2 separate regions of the Ovis aries genome follow, and region 2 is linked to region 1. Evidence: chromatin contacts called from public Hi-C data. All regions are on one chromosome and are shown on one strand. The core of a region is the stretch at or near the end of the contact, and the rest is flanking DNA. Distances in the headings are between cores, read along the strand shown.

Region 1 (6,286 bases), core at 1,355-3,854:
GGATGCACAGGTGTTCCCTGCACTGGCAGACGGATTCTTCTCCACTGAGCCACCAGGGAAGTCCCAGACTTATTTTGAACATAGAGCTGGCAGGATTCACCCATGGGCTGGATGAAGGGTATGAGAGGAACTGTTAGCTTGAGCAACTGGAAGGAAGGAACTGTAATTTACCAAGATGGGGAAGACTGCAAGAGGACTAAGTCTGGGGCAGTGAGAGATGTCTATTATATAACCACAGTGAGGTATGGCCTCGGCCAGGGACACAAAAATCTGGGATTTAGGGGAGAGGTCTAGGCTGGAGACATCTGGTAAGTAGTTGTTCAATCGATAGGATTTAAAGCCATAAAACAGGATGAGCCCCCAAGAGTCCAAACATTGCTTGGGGGTTCTCCAAAGTCCTGAGAGGAAGGAATGGATGGACCAGCACAGCAAGCTGTACAGAGAGGCCAGGAGTAGGAGAGTACGTGGCAAGGAATAAGCATTTCAAGAAGGATCATGCCAGCTCCATACTGTTGAGAAGTCAAGTAAAATGACTTCTGACAAAGGATTATTGGATTTAGCAACTTGCAAGGAATTAGTGACCTTGATAAATTGAGCGGAAGAGACAAAAGCTAGAGTGGAGTGGGTTCCAAATAGAACGGAAGTGGGGGAAGAGGAGAGCGGCTGTGTTTATAAACAGCTCTTTTGAGAAGTTTTACTGAAAGAGAGGGATGGAAATGGCCCCACTAGCTTGAGAAGAAAGTAGGAAAAAAAACCCTAAAATGGGGAGGTGACAGACTCTTTGAGATCAGTGTAAATCTCATGATTTTTGCTAAGGGATTGGGTCCCCCACTGCTCTCCTTTAAAGCAGAGCAACATCATAAACCATTGGCAATCACACACAAGTGGATTACCTCGGACTATGGTTTTTCTCCCTACAGAATCCAGGACACAATCAGTGGGTTGGCTGTTATCTTCCCTGGCTTCCTCTGGCCTGGGGGGCCCTATCACACCAAACTGCTGACAGATGCTGTCTTGGGCCAAAGGGTAGCCACATCCTTTTCCAAAGGTGCTGATTTTGCTCCAGGTTTTTTTTTTGGGGGGGGGGCCTCACCCTGGGAGGGACCTGGCTATTTAATCCTGAACCACTTAGCCCAGTCCCCAGTCTAGGAATTTCCTCAGCAGGTGGTAGGAGTCAGGTTTTTTGTGTCCTGGCTTTGTCCCCCAATCAGATTTTGAGCTTTTTGAAGAAAAGAATATCTTCAAGTCTCACAGTCCTGAGCCCACCTACACATGTAGGGCAGGGCTTCAGGAAATCCTCATCCCTTTGTACTGACTGTCCTAGAATGGCTGTTTAGAGAGTGGGAATGAGCAGGGAAGGTGAGCACAGAGAGTAAGAAAGGCCCTAACTTCTTCACCTGCTTTCCCTGATGAACTCATTTCATCTCCCCACAGATCTGGAAGGTGACTATTATTACACCATTTTATAGATAAGGAATCTGCCTTGCCTACCACTGCAGAGCCTGCTAGTGCTCCTGGGTTCCATCACAAATCTATTTCAGGACCTATATTGGAAGAAGTTAAACAGGCTTGGTGACCTTAGATGCTTCCAGCGATTTAATTAGTATAAACGGGGGGAGGAAAAATAAGGGCAACACACTTCAGTATTCTTGCGTGAGAAGTCCCATGGACAGATAAGCCTGATGGGGGTGGGGAGGTGAGAGGGCTACAGTCTATGGGGTTGCAGGAGAGTCGGACACGACTTAGCCAATCAACAACCAACAATAAATAGGAGAGGTTGATTTCCGTGGGTTTTGATTTTTAAAAGCTGACTACAGAAGTAATTTGCGTTCCTGGTAAAAAGCTCGGAAAGTCAAGTCTCACAAGGAGTAAAAAGTTCTCCAAAATTCCGCAGGCAGAGTGATCACTTCTCCTCTATTTCTTGCGTGGATTTGGTCGTGAATTGCACTACAGGGCACGCGTTGTGCAACATAACAGACCTTTAGGCCTCCTCTCTCTGCAGGACACGCATCGCTAACCAAAGGCTCCGCTCTCTGGGCAAGTCTTTCAGAAATGACCCAGAGGTGGTTTCCAGCGGGGGGATGTGGACAGATCCCAGTTCCCGGCTTCTGCGTGTCCCTGCAGCAGAAGCACTCGCTGAAGCCTGATGGTTCCGGGCTCCCAGGTTGGTGCACTCACGTGCCTCCCGGCTCGGCCATGAAGGCTCCTTTACGGTAACCCCCCCCAAATTTCCTCTCAGGGCTCATCTGAGAAGGCGCGTGCCGGCCGCGGCCTCCCGCTGGCCTTTCAGCCCACGCGGAAGTCAAGGCCTCCGCGTACTGCCTCGCCGCGCGATGGGCGCGCCCCTAGGCTCACGAACTGTCGGGCACGGGCGGGGGAAATCCCCATACGAACACGCTCGGCGCGGGCCGAGGCTCACTCTCGCGGCCGCCCAGTCCCATGCCGGCGCCGCCCAACCGCCGCCGAACCTTCTGGAAGCGGCGCCCCGCCGCCGCCGCCAGAACCGGACGCCGGGGGAGCGGACGCTGGCCCAGGGGCGGGGCGAGGGCGGGTATGCGGGGCGGAGCTTCGAGGGAGGCCGCGTTCGATTCGCCTTTGGCGATCAGGCGCCGCCTCTCTGGCGCCATGGCTCCTCCTCCCCCCGCCCCCTCCATGGCGCCGCCCGGGCTCATTCATTCCGCGCCCGGCCTGCTAGACACCTGCGCGCTCCCTCAGCCGCCCGCCGCCGCCACAATGTCGGGCCCCGCCGCCGAGACCCCGTCTGCCATCCAGATCTGCCGGTAAGAGGGGCGCGCGGCGGGCGGACGGGCGGCCAGAGGGCCTGGCGGACCCCCACCGGCCCCACGCCCTCCCCTACCCAGTCTCCGCCTCCGCCGAACCAGTCACCTCCGGACCCCGCCCGCCGCGGCCGGGATGCTCCTTAGATGCCACAGAGCCGGCAGCCTCCCCGCGCGCCCCCGCGCCGGCCTCCGGCGCATCTCTTGGGCGGCGCCGCGGTCACGCAGGCCGTTTGCGCAAGGAAGCGGCGCGGCGCCCTTCCCAGGGCGGGGGTCGGAGCGCGGCACCCCGCGCCCCGCCCAGCTCTGCCCCGCCGGGTGCCTGAGCATGCAGGGGCCCCACCCCAGGTCCCACTGAGACCCCTTATTCGAGGTCGTTATCCGGGCGGTGGTGCAAAGCCATCCGGATCCCCGAACATGTGCGGCGCAGGTAACCCACTCGGCTGGGTGGCGGCCAGAACCCTTTGAGCCCTGGAGTAGGCGCCCGAGTGGGCGAGGGGCTGCAGTTACGCAGTCCTTGCAGTACCTTGCTCAGGTTTTGGTGTGGAGGAGGTGGCTGTTAACAGGAAAAAGAGGAAATACCTTTCCCTTCTGACAGCTCAGAGCTAAGAACAGAGGATGGTCCATTGAGCCCGGAAGCATCTTACAGAATGGGGGTAAAGGGTGCTTGTCAGGGGCCCACCCCAGCCTTCCTCCACCAGTGCTTGTGGGTAGAGGGCCCGAGGATGCCGGAGACCTCGAGCCGGCTCATTTCCGACCGGAGCAGGGTAACCTCAAGGTTACCTTTCATTCCCTCGGACAGAACGGAAGCGGGTATAGCCTGAGCTGAGGAAGGGCTAGGAGTCTGGAAGGCCCTGCAGGCTCACAGGGCCTGTGCTTCCTGCACCACTGACAGTGACAGCACCTTCCTGTTTGGGCTCGGCTCCTCAGATTCACATTGACTTTGGGTTCAAGCCAAGTTGATTTCCTGAGGATATTGACATCTCGGAAGAGACAAAGGCTAGGCTCGCTGTGCTGGATCCGTGGGGGTCCCCTGAACCCAGCCCTACTTCTGACTCAGTCGGAGTCCTGTCCTGACCTCAAGGTCAGTTTTGACTTTTCTAGGGAGAGGAAATCTTTGAGAGAGCCTTGTGCCATTGATTTGTTATTGGCTGTGTGACTGTCCTGGCCCCGCCTACTCCAGGTTTGGGGGGTGGTAATCGAAGTAACTGATCGTAAGAGACAGACAGGCCTGGAATCGGGTCCTTGGGGTCAGTCTCTACCTCATAATGGCCAGGTGACCTTGGAGCTCATCATTTGCAAAGGGTTTGTTCATTATTTGCGTCTGGTTTGGTGTGCCCGGCATTTCCGGGAGGGTGGATGACAGGGATCCCAGGAGACTCTTAAGGTCATCCAGCCACAGGAGGAGGGAGAGGGTGCAGCTCCTGATAGGTCTCCTGTCTCCAGACCCACCTGTTTTCCACCTGCTCTCTGCAAAAGCAGATACTGATTTCAGTCTACTCATGGAAGGCTGGGCTTTTATTAATACTTCATCAGGATGGTGAATAGCCCATCTATACATAGTACTTTTTAAAAAACCAGCTTCTAATATAGTTAATCAACAGCCTTAGGCACTTACACATGGGCCCATACTTCTCGCTCATAACGCCTGCTTACCTGGTTGCCTCTCCAGTATTCACAATGGCACATTGTTTTGGATTTGGGACACGAGGGTGTGATCCCTGGTGGAGGTGAGCCTCAGGTGGCCAACACAACTGTCAAAGAGAGTGGGAGGGGGTTGTGATGGGGTCCCTGGTCACGAGGGCTTGGCCCAGAGAAACCCCAGGACACTGTAGTGGAGGTAGCAGCAGGGTGGAGCCCTTTAAGGACATCTGAGCAGACACCCCATGTTGAAAGAGGAGCCTTCTGGCCTAGAGCAGCTCAGCCATGAATTTAATTAAGTGTCCCTGATTGCCTTCAAGGAGTAAAATCCCCCTAGGGAGGGTCCCCAGCTTAGGGAGTTCACAGTCTAGCAGGGAGAGGATCCCACAACCCCCACCATCCTAGACAAGAGTTGTCCCATGCTCTTGGTTCAGAAGGAGGTGTTGAAGGGAGAGGGGCTCTAAAGGCTGGGGAAGGCAGTGCCAGGCCTAGCTGTGAATATGGCCTCTGCCTCTTGGAAGCTGCCAAGCTTTTTGACCCTCATTTTATCATGTGTGCTCCAGGTGCTAAACAAAGTGTTATCCAGGGCCTGGCAGAATGGCTTCCACCTTGTCAGTAAATGGAAACTCTTTTTGTCTGAGAAGCGAGACCCAGACTCAGGAAGCTGAGGGCCTGGTTGGCATCCCAGTTCTGCCTCTTGCTGGTGTGGGCTTCAGACGTCAGTATTCTTGCCTTGTGCCTGATGTCACTGTGAAATAAAAGGCCTTTGGCACAGTGCTGGGCAGTTGTAAACAAAAGGAGCCGGTTACCTCAGAGCCTGAACTTTGGACAGCAATCCGCTGCGGTGTGCTGCCTCCTCCTTCTTTGCTTTTCTGGATGCAACCAGGGATCAAACCTGTGCCCCCTGCATTGGAAGCGACACATCTTAACAGCTGGACTGCCAGGGAAGTCCCATGTACCCTCGTTATGACTGAGCCCCACAAGAAAGCTCTGCAACAGCATTTAAAGTCTCAGAAGAGCCTTTTTCTTTGGTTTTATTCTTAGTGATGCTAATTCATATCTTGTTAACAAATTGCTTTTTCCCTTGTTTGATCCAGAGTTCTAGAATGTCAGATGGGAATGACCCCTAGAAACTCCCAGCCCAACTCTGTCATTTTACAGATAGGGGAAAATGAGGCTCTCAGAGGTTACAGACTTGGACCAGGGTGGCCTTGGACCCAGACAGCCAAGGGAGTGAAGGCAGCTGGTGGGTTGTTCCCTGTCAGGTGTTCCATTGTGTTTTTTTTTTTTTTTTTTTCCGCCACACCTTATGGCTCATGGAACTTCCCTGACCAGGAACTAAACCTGCATTCCCTGCAGGGGAAGCACAGTCTTAGCCACTGGACATGAGGGAAGTCCCCCACTGTCATGGTTTGTCTACTGCTCAAGTTCACATTCACATCTAGTTGTGAGGCTCAGTTGTGGCATCAGCATGGGCCCCTAGTAGGAGCCCTTAGGTGTTGGTCCAAATGAAGTTGAAGGTCATGTCCCACACCAGGCTGTTAGAGAGTGATGGAGATGCTCTGTGTCTGCAGGGTGCCGGGCACTAGCCACAAGTGGCCACTGAGTGCCTGGGATGTGGTTGGATGTGGAGGAATGAATGTTTAATTGCATTTGTTTGTTGCTGCTGTTGTTTGGTGAGTAAGTAGTGTCGGACTCTTGCGACTCTGTGAACTGTAGCACACCAGGCTTCTCTGTCCATGGGATTTCCCAGTCAAGAATACTGGAGTGGGTTGCCATTTCCTTCTCCAGGGGAATCTTCCCAACCCAAGGATCGAACCCAACCCAAGGATTGAACCCTTGTCTTCTGCACAGGCAGGCAGGTTCTT
Region 2 (6,286 bases), core at 1,178-3,677, 45 kb after region 1:
TGCCCTTGAGCCAGTGATGCAGGTGAGAAGTAGGGGTCCTGAGTGTCCCCTAGGCTGAAGGGGTGACTTTGGGGGTGGGCAACAGGTCCAGACAGCCTTTGGTCTCCCCAGAAAATGGCATCGGTGACTGAATGCTGGAGGCTCCAGCCCTCCTGCGGCTTCTGGCTGGCGCTTAGGGAAGGAGGAAGCAGTGCTCGTGAGTGTTCATGTTGCTGACTGTGTGCCAGGCTCCTTATCTGTGCCATCTCGTGGTTCAGTCTTTCCCATAGTCAAGTGCAGTGATGCTGTTGTTCCTCTTGTACTGATGAGAATGTAGAGGTGGCTGGGTTTTGGCAGCTTGCTCAGGTCACCCAGCCAGTAAGACTGGGAGACGGAAACCATCTCTGAGGCTGCCTGGCTTAGCCTCCAAGTCTGGAAGGAGCCAGACCGGGAGGGCACTGGAGCTCCATGGCCCAGAGTTGGGGGTCCAGCCTCTAGGGCCACGCTGGCCAGCAGACTGGAGCAGGGTGGGTGGGCCCAAGTGATGCCGGGCACCTGGAAACTGCACACTCACTCAGTGCCTGGTGCCCGCCTCCAGGCCTGAGGCTAGGGAGACAGAGTTCATCAGCCAGACAGATTGGTATCTGGGAGAGGGCCAAGCTCCATGGGGTTGTCCAAGGTAGGAGCACCAGGCTGGCTTTCTGGGACTCCAGGGATTTCACAGGGCTTCCCTGCTGCTGACCTCTGCAAAGACATGGCTTTTCCTCTGGGGGTAACGGGATGATTTCAGTCCCTCCTGACCTTGGGGAGTTCCTAGCTCTCAACTCCAGGGAGCCCACCCCTCGGGCGCTCTCTTGGAGCCCTGGGGGCAGGCAGCAATCATGTTTTGTCTTGCTGTCGAAGGTCTGGATGCTGTGATTTGTTTGCAGTTCTCAGAATATCCGTGGCCACAGGAGGCCAGCTCCTCTGGGACTCCTGACAGAGACGGTGGTCCTGGGAATGTGTGCTTTCTCCAAGGGTCATAGCTGTGTCCTTGCTCATTCAGCTCTGTGGGTCACTGCGGGTCCTGGGAGCCAGGAGGGGCAGGCGTGCTGAGCACCCCACGGCCGGGCTGCCTCAATGTCACCGTCATGGCCTTTGCAGAAGGTCCTCGCCATCCCTTCTTGCCAGGGCAGGGGCCTTCTCCCTCTGGCAGGCTGGGTGCCTGGACCCTAGGGCAGGAAGGTCCCCCCTGCTCTCCCCCCTGGTGGAAACACGACGCTGCAGCCCCTTGTCTGGCCGTCAGATCAGCACCCCACAGTGAGCGGGGGTCCTTTTCCTTCTCTGGGAGCCATCAGGCCTTTGGAGGGCCTTCTCCCTGGGGTCACTGCTGTTCATGAGTAACATCCTGCCAGAGGCTCATCCTCTCTCTTCTCCCCCCAGGATCATGCGGCCGGATGACGCCAACGTGGCCGGCAATGTGCACGGAGGGACCGTCCTGAAGATGATCGAGGAAGCAGGAGCCATCATCAGCACCCGGCACTGCAACAGCCAGAACGGGGTAGGCGTCTGGGGACCCTCCGCCAGCCCGGCCAGGGCTCTGCGAGATCCAGGCAGTCCCCTCCGCCCGTGTCGTACTCTGTGGGGTCAGGGCAGGAGTCTGAGTGGAGCCTGGGCCTGGAGCGTGCCCCTCCCTCTTCCCTGAGCCTTGGGGCTTCTGGAACCCCTGGCCTTGGACCAGGGACCTCTTGGATTGGCACTTGGTTTGGGGCTCATTGAAGGGAGGCTGGGGACCCCCAGAAACTAAGCTGAGAGACACCTTTTCAGCCCCTCTCCCTGCGTGTGGGGAGAGTTGTGGCTCCCTGAGTCTGAGAGGCCCCAGCCTCTCAGAGCCTGTGTGGGCGGCAGTTAATTCTGGGTGTCACATTGCCTGCACCCGGATCTGTCCCCTGCTTGACCCACCCTGGGTCCACTGGCAAGTCTGGGCTCTTCCCTTGATGGCTCCTGCGCTGCGGGGCCTGCAGGCCTGCACCAGCTCCTGCCATGGTGCTGCTCTCTGCCCGCTGCCCAGACAGAGGCAGACTTGGAGACTCAGGGCTTCAGGGCAGCTGCTGGGCGTGCAGCCTGCCAGGTCCTGCCCGGCCCCCAGCCCTGTGGGGTCCTGACATTCTCTGAAGCCTGCCCTCGGGATCCTGTGGGCCTCGGCCAGCCACCTACCGTGCCCCTGTCCTCCAGTTCCACACTCGTATGGGCTGTGTGCATGTGTGCATGGGTGTGCACCGCTGTAAGGGTACGTACATGCAGAATGAACCAGGCTGGGGTAAGTGTGGGGGGTGGACGTGGGCCTGGGGGCCTCAGTATGGGGAGGAGTGGGGTGGGTTGCGTAGGACCCTGCTGTGAGGGAGGGGCTCTCCTGCCTGCTGAGAGTTTAGATCGATTCAGTGCCCTTGAAGCTGGGCTAACCCGTCACATTCAGAGAGCGCCCTCTGGTGGCTGTGAGGAAGACAGGCCTGGGCCTGAAGGTCTGGGGCTGAGGTAGGGGCCGAGCCCCTGAGAGAGACTTTGAGGGTCCAAGCCAGGGCTGGCAGGAGAGGCTGGACGCAGAAAAGGAAAAGCCCCAGGACTGGGAGTAAGGCACTAGGGGCTCAGGAGGCTGTGTGTTGTTCAGTCACTCTGTTGTGTCCGACTCTTTGCGACCCCATGGACCACACCACACCAAGCTTCCCCGTCCTTCACCATCTCCCGAAGCTTGCTCAAACTCGTGTCCATTGAGTTGATAATGCCATCCAACCAGCACATCCTCTGTCGCCCCTTTTCCTGCCATCAGTCTTTTCCAGCATCAGGGTCTTTTCCAATGACTTGGCTGTTCGCATCAAGTGGCCAGAGTATTAGAGCTTCAGCTTCAACATCAGTCCTTCAGGTGAATATTCAGGATTGATTTCCTTTAGAATTGACTGGTTTGATCTCCTTGCTGTCCAAGGGATTCTCAAGAGTCTTCTCCAGCACCACAGTTCGAAAGCATCAGTTCCTCGGTGCACAGCCTTCTTTATGGTCCAACTCACATGTGACTACTGGAAAAACCATAACTTTGACTAGATGGACCTTTGTCAGCAAAGTGATATCTCTGCTTTTTAATATGCTGTCTAGGTTTGTCATAGCTTTTCCTCCAAGGAGCAAGCGACTTTTAATTTCATGGCTGCAATTACTGTCCACAGTGTTTTTGGAGCCCAAGAAAATAAAGTCTGTCATTATTTCCACTTTTTCCCCATCTGTTTGCCATGAAGTGATGGGACCGGATGCCATGATCTTCATCTTTCGAATGTTGAGTTTTAAGTCAGCTTTTTTACTCTCCTTTTTCACCTTTATCAAGAGGCTCTTTAGATCCTCTTTGGCTTTCTGTCATTGAGGTGGTGTCATCTGCATATCTGAGGTTATTGATATTTCTCCCGGCAATCTTGATTCCAGCCTGTACTTCATCCAGTGTGGCATTTTGCATGATGTACTCTGCATGTAAGTTAAATATGCAGGGTGACAATACACAGCCTTGATGTACTCCTTTCCCAATTTGGAACCAGTCTGTTGTTCCATGTCCTATTTTAACTGTTACTTCTTGACCTGCATACAGGGTTTCTCAGGAGGTGGTCTGGTATTCTCATCTCTTTAATAATTTTCCCAAGTTTGTTGTGATCTATACAGTCAGAGGCTTTAGCATAGTCAGTGAAGAAGAAGTAGATGTTTTTCTGGAACTCTGTTGCTTTTCTGTGATCCAGTGGATGTTGGCAATTTGATCTCTGGTTCCTCTGCCTTTTCTAAATCCAGCTTATACACCTGGAAGTTCGCAGTTCACGTACTGTTGAAGCCTAGCTTGAAGGATTTTGAGCATTATCTTGCTAGCATATAAAATGAATGCAATTGTGCATTAGTCTGAATATTTTAAGGCATTGTCCTTCTTTGGAATTGGGATGAATATTGACCTTCTCCAGTTCTGTGGCCACTGCTGAGTTTTCCAAATCTGTTGGCATATTGAGTGTAGCACTTTCACAGCATCATCTTTTAGGATTTGAAATAGCTCAGCTTGAATTTGATCATCTCCCCTAACTTTGTTTGTAGTAATGTTTCATAAGGCCTGTTTTGACTTCATACTCCAAGATATCTGGCTCTAGGTAAGTGACCATACCATCATGGTTATCTGGGTCAGTAAGACCTTTTTTGTACTGTTCTTTGTATTCTTGCCACCTTTTCTTAATCTCTTCTGCTTCTGTTAGGTCCTCACTGTTTCTGTCTTTTATTGTGCCCATCCTTGCGTGAAATCTTCCCTTGGTATCTCTAATTTTCTTGAGGAGACCTCTGGTCTTTCCCATTCTATTGTTTTCCTCCCTTTCTTTGCATTGTTCACAAAAGAAGGCTTCTTTTATTTCTCCTTGCTATTCTTTTGGAACTCTGCATTCACATGGATATATCTCTCCCTTTTCATTTGTCTTTTGCTTCTCTTCTTTTCTCAGCTATTTGTAAGGCCTCTTCAGACAACGATTCTGCCTTTTTGCATTTCTTTTTCTTGGGGATGGTTTTGGTCACCACCTCTTGTACAACCTCTTATGAACCTCTGTCCATAGTTCTTCAGGTACTCTATTAGATCTAATCCCTTGAATCTATTTGTCACTTCCACTGTATAATTGTAAGGGATTTGATTTAGATCAATCCTGAATGGTCTAGTGGGTTTCCCTACTTTCTTCAGTTAAGTAGAATTTTGCAATAAGAAGGTCATGATCTGAGCCACAGTCAGCTCCCAGTCTTTTTTTTTTTTTGATGACTGTATACAGTGTCTCTATCTTCAGCTACAAAGAATATAATTGGTCTGATTTTGGTATTGACCATCTGTTGATGTCCAAGTGTAGAGTCGTCTCTTGTGTTGTTGGAAGAGCGTGTTTGCTCCGACCAGTGCGTTCTCTTGGCAAAACTCTGTTAGCCTTTGCCCTGCTTCATTTTGTACTCCAAGGCCAAACTTGCCTGTTACTTTGGGTATCTCTTGTCTTCATACTTTTACATTGCAGTCCCCTATAATGAAAAGGACATCTCTTTTTGGTGTTAGTTCTAGAAGATTTTGTAGGTCTTCATAGCAGCCTCTTGCAGGCAGAGCTTGGAGAATTCCAGAAGGGGCCCTCAGGCTGTGCCCTCATTCTTGCCTGGCTCTCTCAGCACTTGCCTTTCCCACTTTGTGCCAGCAAGTGGTGCTGTAGCCCCACAGATGTACTGAGGGCTGGAAGCCCGGCAATTCCCTCAGGTTGTTTCAGCCTCAGGGGTGATGTGACTGTGGGCGGGTAAGGGGGGGTGGGGTAGGGGTGGAAGGGACAGGCCCCCCTTGAATCAGAGGGTGAACCCACATGCTGTGCTTGCCTGCACAGCCCCTGCTGCATCGCCGCTCTGGGGCCTAACTCCAGGACCTTTATAGGAGCAGACTCCTGCCTGTCTGAGGCTCTCCTGGGAAGGGGTAGACATGGAGGTCCCCGGCATCCCTCCCGAGAGACTTGTTCTGTGGGTTTGGGGTGGGCTGGGGAATTGGCCTGTTCGCCAGGTGTCAGATGAGTTCTCACACAGGTGGGAGAGCTGTACTTTGCTGCTGTAGGTGGTGGCAGGTGGCCAGTGGGAAGGGTGCAGACACACCAGGGCTTGAACTATCACCTGCAAGCCTGACGACTCCAGTCCCCGCAGGAGGGTGCTGTGAGGACCAGCTGCCAAAGTGAAGCCCGGAGCTGGCACGGGATGCACAGACCCTCGGGAGGTGCCCAACCAGCCCAGGGGTACCTGTGCTAGCACGCCCAGTGTCCTCAAAGAGCCGGCTGGTTTCTTGGTTCTGATAGAAAGTCGTAAAAGTGCTGGGTGTTGTGATTGGCAGTAAAGTTCAAACATAGGACTATCTTTAGTGTCATTTGGTTAATGTGGATTGAAAAGGAAGCTGATTCCATGATATATGAAGAACTATTACAACTCAACAGCAAAAAATAAACAACCCATTTAAAAAATGGGCAGAGGAACTGAATAGACATTTTTCCAGTGAAGATGTGCAGATGGCCAGCAGGCGTGTGAAGAGATGCATGCTCACCATCAGTAATTGTCAGGGAAATGCAGATCAGAACCATGAGATGCCGGCTCACGCCTGCCTGAATGGCTGTCATCAAAAAGACAACAGATAGGAAGTCTTGGTGAAGATGTGGAGATAAAGGGGCCCTTGCATACTGTTGGCAGGAATGTAAACTGGTGCAGCCCCTGTGGCAAAGAGCATAGAGGTTAAAGCTGATGGGCTTCCCAATGGTGCTAGTGGTAAAGAATG

The links. Hi-C and Micro-C count contacts between places; a contact is called where the count stands out from the background.
Region 2: a Hi-C map of liver shows a contact between it and region 1, with 2.8 times the contacts expected there. The contact joins the enhancer-like site here to the promoter of ACOT7 in region 1. A contact is called at or near these places in 8 of 16 Hi-C or Micro-C datasets (blood, liver, muscle and 2 more).

What each region holds. Positions count from the first base shown.
Region 1 is chr12:46,326,648-46,332,933 of ARS-UI_Ramb_v3.0, forward strand. It overlaps ACOT7 (acyl-CoA thioesterase 7), which reads left to right and starts at 2,605. Exons shown (of 9, transcript XM_015099249.4): 1 at 2,605-2,780. The coding sequence starts at 2,626.
Region 2 is chr12:46,371,549-46,377,834 of ARS-UI_Ramb_v3.0, forward strand. It overlaps ACOT7 (acyl-CoA thioesterase 7), which reads left to right. Exons shown (of 9, transcript XM_015099249.4): 2 at 1,402-1,519. Among named protein-coding and RNA genes, the nearest start is that of TRNAE-UUC, 35 kb to the left of the region's middle. Within about 2 kb of position 2,428, at least 7 of the 54 cell types and tissues checked have an H3K27ac peak or open chromatin away from gene starts, as enhancers often do. A contact at or near this core is called in liver, where this site is marked.